2 separate regions of the Callithrix jacchus genome follow, and region 2 is linked to region 1. A link is a contact called in public Hi-C data. All regions are on one chromosome and are shown on one strand. Each heading gives the region's core, a stretch centred on a gene start, on an enhancer-like site or on the middle of the called end of the contact. The rest is flanking DNA. Distances are from core to core; before and after follow the strand shown.

Region 1 (4,884 bases), core at 1,798-4,297:
TTTTTATTAGAGACAAGGTTTCACCATCTTGGCCAGGCTGATCTCAAACTCCTGACCTCAGGTGATCCGCCCACCTCAGCCTCCCAAAGTGCTGGGATTACAGGCGTGAGCCACCGTGCCTGGCTTATATTTCTAATATACACCAGCCCTGGGCACTCTGACCCTGCAGCTCACAGCAGGGTCCTCACACCAGCAGCCTCCACCTCACCTGGGGAGCTTGTTAGAAATGCAGGATCTCAGCCCCCACCCCAGACCTACTGAATTAGAAGCTGTATTTTAACAAGATCCCCCAGTGATTTTTGTGCCCTATCAAGTTTGTGAAGCAGACTTCTAGGTGTAGGAAGGCGGCCACCCTGGCTAGGTGTGGTTAGAAGGCCTGGACTGGGCGCTGTGCGGAGGGGATGATAAACACAAAGGTGAGAGGAGACCCTAAACAGCTGTCTGTGTTAGCCCCTTCCCATGTGGCTGGGATGCCTGCAACCTGTCGTCTGCCCTGCCCTTCCTCCCCTCAGTGGTTTTGGAGGCAGGTGCCCTTGAAGCTAAGCTCTGCTGGCTGCAGGTAAAACTACAGGTGGGGGAGTTCTCTGAGACCTAGGAGCTGGGGTGCGCGGAGAAGCGGGGCCCCGGGGAGCCTCGGAGATTCCTGGTGGGAAGGCCTGGGCAGAAGAGAAGGCTTGTCAAGCCAGAGGGCTGCCTCTTCCTCCTCAATTCTGCCAGAAAAACCTCCCATGCAGGTTTCCCTCTTGGAGCAGGAGGGTTTGGGTGCTTGGAAGAAAAAGCCTGGTAACTTAGGGCCCCCAGCCTCCCAGGGAGAGCCAGGTCTTCTGGGGCGACACATTTCTACAGAAGCAGGTGGGAACATCACAGATGTCCCAAGGCCTGGGGCCCAGGGCTGCCAGGTGCAGAAGGGCTGGAGGAGGGTGTCTAGGCCGGGGTGCACGGTGGTCCGAGCCCCAGCAGCCGTCCCTACAGCGCTCTCTCTTCACTGGTCAGTGTGGCAATTCTCCGCAGGTTTTCCCTGACTTTAATAAACTCAGGGGCGTGATCTTCTTCCTTCTCCGGTGGTTTTTCCAGCTGAAGGAGGGAGAAGCAGAGGAGTGAGGTGAGTGGGGCTATGGGGATTCCTACTCTGAAAACCCATGGAGTTGGGACTGAGGGCCCACACAGTGGGGGAACAGAACCAGCCTGGGGATGGACTTTGCTGCCAGCTTGGTACCTGGGGCACAGAGCATGAGACTGTGTTCTCCTTGTGAAGTCTGGTTCTAATTGCTCACCTCCTCTGGGCCTCAGGTTCCCCATCTCTAAAGCGGGAATGACACCTGGCTCGTCAGACAGTTACAAGAATGAAATCAGAATCAGCATGCAGGACACTGGGCCAGTGAGGAAGCTGAGGTTCAGAGAGGGGAAGCCACTTGCCCTAAGGACCCATCAAAGCAAATGGCAGAGGGAGGGCTCAGGCCAGCGGTGGACTCATAGTCCAGTTCTCTGCTGACCCTCTTCCCTCTCACTGGCTGTGGCCACAGCAGAGCTCCTCCTGGGCCAGGGGATCACCCTGGAGGATTCGTGGTCCCCCGCTGGTTGCCTGTGACCCACCTGGTTCAGCCTCTGCTGCCGTCTCAGCAGCTCCTGCTCAAGGGGGCACTGCAGTCGCTTGGCCTCCAGCTCCTCCTTCTTCTTCTTGAGGAGCTGGTTCCGCCGTCGGTGCTCCAGGACTCGCTGTAGCTCCGGCTTGCTGTCCAGGCCGAGGCCCCTGGGGTGGGGAGGGAGGAGCCGTCAGGAGACCATCACCTTCCTGCCTCCCCAGCCTCAGGGCTTCATCCTGCTGTGACACCACCCTCCACTATTACCTTGTGCAATCCTCCCAGTAGCCTTGGAGGTGGACCCATTACTGTCCCATTTTACAGAGACAAAACCTGAGGCCTCTAGGGATGAGGATACTAGTCCAAGTCACAGCTACAGATGGGCCAAATGAGGATTTGAACCCTGGCCTGTCTGACTGCAGAGACCAGGTTTTATATTATTTCTGGTTATTTTCTCAGGTTACGTTTCTAAAGGTAGAATTGCTGGGCCAGGCTCCTTTAAAAAATTCTAGGTACATAGATCTACCTGTGCCTGAGAAATGTTGTCCAGTGTATCTTCCTGTGAACAGTGTACAGGAGATCTGTTTCTCCCCTCTGTCACCAGCCAATCTTTTTATATTCAAGAATCTGGTAGTCATGATATAATATCTGGTTTTCATGTTTCTTTATTAGTCACATGGGACAACATTTGATACATTTACCAGCCATTTGCATTTCTTCTTTTGTGAATTAACTGTATTATTATTATTATTTTGACAGACAAGCACTCGCTGTCTTGCCCAGGCTGGAGTGCAGTGGCACAGTCATAGCTCACTGCAGCCTCGACCTCCCGGGATCAAGTGATCCTCCTGCCTTGGCCTCCCAAAGTGTTGGGATTACAGGTGTGAGCCACCACGTCTGGCTGTACTGTATTGCTTTTGATTCATCTTTCTTTGTGGATTGTAAGAGATCTGAATATATTCATTTTTTTTTGTATATACGAGTTTTAAAAATAAAATTTATTTATATTGCAAATATTTTCTCTAGTTTATCTTTAAGCTTCTATTTTTGATTGTGGCGGTGTTTTTTGGTATTAAAGGGATGAACCTAAAAGCTCTTCAGAGAAAATGCTTATATTATAATACTAATTGAAAACAAAACCAAAAGCCACTCAGTGTACAAAGTAACTGAGAGGTTGTCGGTCATAGCGGAAAACAAGAGCGCAATCACAACTGGTTCTAATACCAGAGACGGCCAGCAGAGGGAGCTCTGAAAGCACTGCTGCGTTCACGCTGTTACTGGTGAGCAGGAGTATTTTACCCGGTCCTCCGGAGGTAGGGGTCTCAGCCTTCCTCTCCTCCAATTCACGTCCCATCAATTGCCCCACCCCAGCCCTGCCACCTCCCAGGTGCCCCTCTGGCCTGTCTCTGTCAATGCTCACCACGGCCTGCCACGGAAGAGCCAGCCACTAGCCTGGGCCTCGGCCCCCTTCGGTATTGTGAGCTCCCCCATCCCCACACCTCACCAGGAGGGCCCTTCTGAAGCTCGATCAGACCTGTGCCCCTGCTGTAGACCCTTCCTCAGTCCATCCTCTGCCCTGGCCGGCACCGCACAATCAATGCCCGAGGCACAGTGAGCAATTCCTGTTTCCTACTTATTTGCATATGCAGTTCCCTCTGCCACCCAACACCCACCTCGTGGCCTGGCTGACTCCAATCCCCCTTCAGGTCATAGTTGAAGCAGCACCGCTCCTGTGAAGTCATTTTAGACCCCTCGGGTTCCTCCTCTGGGGCCTCAGGCCAATGCACCCATCCTACTGCCTGGCTGTGTACCTGTCCCTGTCTGTTAGGACAGGAACTGGGTCCCATTCATTCTTGCACCCCCAGGTCTGGACTCAGCGCCCAACACATAGTATGTACTCAATAAATGTATCTGGAGTTTGGGTGTAAAACGGGTGGCTGGGCGAAAGAACAGGGCTTTTTGGGTCCCTCTGGTTCCCAGGGGCCTGCTGGGGATGGGGCCATTTCAGGTTTTGCTGGTGATCATGTGGGGCACATTCAGCCCTCCTCAGTCTCCAGAAGCCCCAGGATGAGATCCAGCCCTGCTTTCCTCCAGGGGCACCTCCCCAAGTCCCACAGGACCCGGTGCTTGCCGTGCCAGGGCCACAGGGCCTCATCCCCACCTTCTGTGGTTCATGAGCAGCTCCCGGTGCAGCTCCTGGTGACTCCGAGAGGCCTTCACGGGGTTCAGCAGCTTCTTGGGCTTGATGAGCTCTGGATTCCACTCTCTGTATTCCGGCCGGGCCATCAGTCCCCCGATGTCTGCCCGCTCCCTCTGAATCTCCGAGTACATGGAGGCTGTAGAGATGGATAGAGGAGTTGCTCAGAGCTGAGCCTCTCATCCCACCCTGCCCCCTGGGGCACAGTTGAAGGGCAAGGTTTTCATGTCAGATGGACCTTGGCCACCTGCTACTGCGTATACCTGGGCAAGCTACCTGAATTTCTGAGCCTTAGTTTTTTCACTTATAAAAACGAAAACCATGACGGAATGCATGCCCCGGGCTGTCAGAACCGGAGATGCTGTTTGCGATGTGTCTGGAGTGTGGATGTCAAGTGATAATGGGCCTCAAGGTACGGGCTGACACACACAAACTTTTGGCCTGACTTTGCAAACCACGGTTTTCCCCCACTATACATGGAATTATGTTTGAGTTTCTGTTTTTCAATGAGCTTTAACAGAAAAGGAAAAATATATTTAAAAAGACTTATATGTACTTGTTAAAAACAATTTGGATGAATGCAGTGATAAAAAGAAAGTATTACCCTTTATTGTCTAACTCTCTAGCACAGTTCCAAATTCTCTTGCGGAACTGTTCAGCTTTTCATTTTCTTCACATCAAAGAGGAGAGGATGAAATTCAGAGACTGCTGTTCCTAATAGCAAAGGCATAGTTGTCAAACGTCTGGCCACTCAATGGCCCCACTTCTACCACAGCAGTTTCAACTCTGTCCATCTACTTAAAATTTAGGCACAAGGGCTCCCTCTTCTGCAAACTGGCTCCTTATCCTTGAAATTCCCAAGTGCAAGTACAGAGAGAGACAGACAGACACAGAGAGAGAAAGAGACTGATTAAAAAAAAAGGCCTCAAGGGTATAGACGCTGCCTGGCCATGAGCTGCTTATAGTGGTTTTAGTGAAAATGTAGACATTAGCTCTGCCCTCTTCATGAGTCTGACTTTGCAGAGCTCGAGCTCCTATCATATGCCAGTTCCTGACAGTTGGCAGTGTCTGGTCTGGAGTGCAGTAGGTGATCAATACACATTTGTT
Region 2 (4,729 bases), core at 1,659-4,158, 51 kb after region 1:
TTCCATCCTCTGCCAGTGTGGGCTTAGAATTCTAGGCAAAGACCATGCCCCTGACACTCCTCAGGGAACAAAAGTGACTTCACCTAAAAGCAAAGTCCAGACCTTGTCTAAGAGGAATAGACACAACAACGTTGTGTTTTGACTCTTGGCCCAGGGGTCATGTGCCCGGTCCCCTCTGCTTCAACTGTCACACATACTCCTACTTGCTTGCCTGTCAGTCTCTGCGATTGACAGGGATGGGCTCAAGGTCAGGGACTGTGTCTCCTCATCCTTGGCTCCAGCTTCACACAGACCCTGGCACAGGGCAGCAGGTGCCCGGTCAACAGCCTCCTATGGGAGGTTGAGGTGGGGGTTGATCAAGATGCCGTGGACAGGGCTATGGACCAGGAAGGGTGGGATGGGCTGGCTTGTTTGGCATCAAGCAGAGTGGGGTCAAAATCCTTCCCAAGAAAAATGAGAAAGAAAAATAAAACTTTAACCCCCGCAAGTGACTGAACGGACCCCCTCTTGACCAAGGGGACCCCAGAGAAATCTTGAAAAGTGAGTTTCTGGCCATGGCAGGATGGGAGGTTGCATGCACCCTGTGGTGCCCTGTTCCTTGATAACCTCCACTAGACTTTCTTCCCTAAGAGCTAAACAGAAGCCGGCCTTTTCAAAAGACTCCATGCTGATTTCAACCAACTGCTCCACCCTTTTACGGTTTTGACACAAAAACCCACCAGCATTCTTTCTTGATAAGAGACCACCAGTCATGGAGCGGTTCTAGCCAGTCTGCAGAGGATGCACAGTGAGGGTTTTCATGCCCCCTGCTTCCCCTTTGATGTCAGAGGGCTGAAAATTCCACCCTCCGATCACACTAAGGCCAACACTTTTTTGTACACGGGGCCCATAAGAGGCATGAAGCTCAGCTGTGCATGCACATGTTTCTCCTTTCATAAATACACATGACTCCCCCACAGCTTATTGAATATGTATATTTGGCCACGGTGCTCAGCATACATTTCAATTCCCTTTGCCTCTTCCTCAAAGTATCAGTCTCTGGCTTCTGGCCAGAGGCCATGTTTCCCGGCCTGTTGGAATGGCCACCCTGCAGGCTGTAATCTTTATGAGAAATAAAGCTCCCCTTTCCAAATTAACACCACCACCACCCTGCTCTTTCCCCCACTAGCTGCATGACCCTGGCTAGGAAATGACTTCTTCCCTGAGTGTCTCAGCGTTGATGGAATAGGTCATCCCTGGTTGTCTGAAGGTCAGAGTCCCCTGTTTATTGGGGACCCTCTGGGTGTCAGGTAGCGCACTGCACTAAGCATTCACAAGCAACACCTTACTGAACCTCCCACAAAGCAGGTACCAGCCCCATTTTACAGACAAGAAGCTGAGGTCCAGAGGGGTTCAGGTCCTCGCCACAGTAGGTGGGTGGTGGAGCTGGGACTTCGCAGCCTGACCACGCCCCGGGGTGGCAGTACTGGGCTGTGGGTGGAGAGCAGTGAGCTCCTGTGCCACAATCCCACAATCCCCAGAGCTGGTGAGTACATGCAGGCCCCTCCCCTCTTTGCCCCCACTGATCCAGGAGGTCTGACGGGCCCCGAGAAAGCGACTGTTTTCCAAGCTCCCTGCTCCTCCCCGCCCCACAATGCTGATGCAGGGGTCCAAGGGGTGCATTTCCAGAAACACTGCTCAGGCAGTGCTGTCTACAAACCCCCAGCTGAGAGCTCAGGCATAGGAGGTGAGGGATAATAGCATGAATAGAATTCTACTAACAAAGGAGCAGAGCCTCTACACAGTGCCAGGCAGCGTTCTAAACGCTTTCATTCATATAATTTTCACAACGATTTTCCAAGGTAGTGATTATTATTGGCCCTATTTTACAGGTGAGGAAATGAGGTACAGAAAGCTTAAATAACTTGCCCATTGCCCTACAACTGGTAACAGCTGGTTAGCCAACTCATAATCATAATCATAATAATTTTAAGATCTTTCCCCTGTATCCACCTGCATCAGACACTCTCCTGGGGTGTGGGGAAGGGGTACCCTGGGAGCTTTTACTCAGGGAAGTAGAGATGTGTGTGGCTAATACCAGGGAGCCAGAGAGGTTCGGCTGTCCCCAAGTCTGTCCTAGAGATGGAGAGATTAGGATGCTGGTTTTGCCCTGAGCCCCCACCAGTTTTCTAGCTGCACATCTTGGCTGTGAGTGCCAGGAAGAAGATTGGTGGGCAGTGCCAGCTGAAGCTCCCGGGTAGGTGGGTCAGGGCTCCCACTTGCTGGGTTCAGTTTCCCTTCCCGTGTCCGGGGCCCCAACAGGACGCTTGGGGGCTCCTACCTTCTTCCCCTGGGCTGCTCCCATGGCACGAGGTGGCACCAGGCCTGGGTGGGCTGCAGGGACCAGGCTGGGGTCCTTCCTGCTGGCGTGGATCTCAGGAGCCAGGACCTGAGGGGCTCCCGGGGCCAGGGCCCCCTGTCCTCTTGTGGCTCATTCTCCCCGGCACAAAGGCGGCTTTCACAGCTGCTCCTAAGCCCAGAGCGCCTCAGACAGGCTTAGGGCGATTGATCCTGACAGAGGGGCCAGTGTCCCCAGGCGGCTCCCATGCCTTTCTTGGGTCCCTGCAGCTCCTCACCTCCCAGAACGCTGCGTCTCTCAGGAAGGGAAACTAAGGCAGCTGGGAAAGGGGGGAAGACGCGAGGCAGTCCTCTCATCACACACCGGTAGCTCAGGTGCGGCGGGTGACCTCTGGCTGGCCCTTGCTAGGCACTGCTCAGCAGACAGGGCCAGACAGGGAAGGCCGAGGGCTGGCTGAGGTGCAGAGCTCTGGGACGGCTGCGTGGGGATGTCAGCCTCGGCTGGACAGCCCCATTAATAATAGACCTTTGAAGACTCTTGGGGTCTGGGGCTCTCCCACAGCAGGAACTCTGAGAGCAGACGCCTGGGCAGCAGGCTGCCTGGGAGGGCTGGAGGTCAGCTGGTCTGGGCTCAGGCCAAGAAAATAGCTGAAGGCTGGATTCCAGGCCTGGGGCCAAGTTCTCAAAGTGCCCCCGGCAATCACCCTCCTCCTCATTTGCCAGCCCCTTCCTTCTCTGTGATGCCAGCTTGTAGCAGAGGTTAAGCCTGAAAAAACCTTAGGCTTGAACTGTGGCTCTGCCCCTGACAGCTGTGTGGCCTTGGGGGCACGGGGTGTGTGTGTGTGTGTGTGTGCGCGCGCACGAGCGTATGTGATAAGCACTCCCACTGCACATGGCTAAATGAAGTAAGGTGTGTGTGTGCAGCTGAAGCTATCATTTTGTGTAAGCATAAATCAGAGCATGTCACTCCCTGTTTGTTTGTTTGTTTGTTTGTTTGTTTTTGAGATGGAGTCTCACTCTGTCACCCAGGCTGGAGTGTAGTGGCACAATCTCGGCTCACTGCAACCTCCGCCTCCCAGGTTTAAGTGATTCTCCTGCCTCAGCATCCCGAGTAGCTGGGAATACAGGTGTGTGCCACCAAACCCAGTTGGTTTTTGTATTTTTAGTAGAAACGAGGTTTCACCATATTGGCCAGGCTGGTCTTGAACTCCTGACCTCACGATCTGCCTGCCTTGGCCTCGCAAAGTGCTGGGATTACAAATGTGAGCCACTGTGTTTGGCCATCACTCCCTGTTTTATAATCTGTCGCTTCACTAAAGGTGGGTAACAGTTGCCCCCACTGCCTGGGGCTGTGAGGGTAAGCAGAGCATCTAGCGAACAATTCCTCAGCGAAGTTAGGTGCTGCTGTTAAGAACACAAATGATAAGTCCATTGCCCACTGGAAAGTCCCGGCTAACCAGTTCACTAAGCACAACGCCCTTTCCCCAGAGGTGGGCGGGTCGGGAAACCTTGCCACTCTTTCCTTTCCTCTAGCGCGGTGCCTGGCACACACACAGATGCCTCATGGAACCGTAGCTGGAGGGTCAAGAATTAGGCATTCTGTCCAGCCTTGCCAACAGAACAAAAGCCCCCAGGTCCACAAGGTCTGACAAATGGCCTTGCTAGGACCTCAGTTCCTTCTCCTCCCTCTCCCTGGCAGCTTCTGGGTCACAGCACCTTTCCCCTTCCCAGGGCCTTTGCACTTGCTACTCTTTCTGCGTGGGATGTTTCCTCCCCAACTTCCCCTCTGCTCCTCATATTTCATATTTTGATATTTGCATGATTCTCTCCTTTTTATCTCTCAGGCTCCTCAGAGAAGCTTTCTCTGACACCTTCTGCACAGTAGTTCCCAGGCTCTCTGTTTATTACTTTGTCGCAGCACTCATCAGTGACAAAATGATATGACTTCTGTGTCGATTGTCTCCTCTGCCTGGAATGGCAGTTCCACAAAGGCCAGGGCCTGGTCTGTCCTGCTCCTCAGTTTCCCCCCTGGGTCTAGAGCAATATTAGTGGAAGAATACATGATGGAGGATTAAATGAAGTAGTCTAAGCTGATCGAGTGCTTAGCACAGTCCCGGCTCATCACAAGTGCTCGCTGCACGGCACTTCTTAATACTGTTGTTACTGAAGTTACCGTATTTCCTCCAGTGCCCATGACCCTTCCAGCCAAGCAAACACGTGGCTACTTCCTTCTGCCCCTTCCCTTGGGTTCAGCCCCTGCCTTCCTCGGCTGCTCCGCACTCCTTTTCTCCCTGTTCCAATTGTGGCCTGATTACACTTTTGGATTTCCTGCAGAAAAGAGAAAGTCCACAAAATTATAAAGGGAAATGACTCAATTGGCTGTCAGATGGAG

Evidence for each region. A called contact is a pair of places that touch in the nucleus more often than the background predicts.
Region 2: a contact with region 1 is called in a Hi-C map of skeletal muscle, with 12 times the contacts expected there. The contact joins the promoter of FAM107A here to the enhancer-like site in region 1. A contact is called at or near these places in 3 of 3 Hi-C or Micro-C datasets (induced pluripotent stem cells and skeletal muscle).

The regions. Positions count from the first base shown.
Region 1 is chr15:40,353,829-40,358,712 of calJac240_pri, forward strand. FAM107A (family with sequence similarity 107 member A) reads right to left here. Exons shown (of 4, transcript XM_078351341.1): 2 at 3,742-3,916; 3 at 1,594-1,750; 4 at 1-1,074. The coding sequence starts at 3,911. The coding sequence ends at 967. Among named protein-coding and RNA genes, the nearest start is that of ACOX2, 32 kb to the left of the region's middle. Within about 2 kb of position 3,048, at least 4 of the 16 cell types and tissues checked have an H3K27ac peak or open chromatin away from gene starts, as enhancers often do.
Region 2 is chr15:40,405,115-40,409,843 of calJac240_pri, forward strand. FAM107A (family with sequence similarity 107 member A) reads right to left here and starts at 2,909. Exons shown (of 4, transcript XM_078351341.1): 1 at 2,321-2,909. It overlaps FAM3D (FAM3 metabolism regulating signaling molecule D), which reads right to left. Exons shown (of 10, transcript XM_035275957.3): 10 at 2,321-4,729.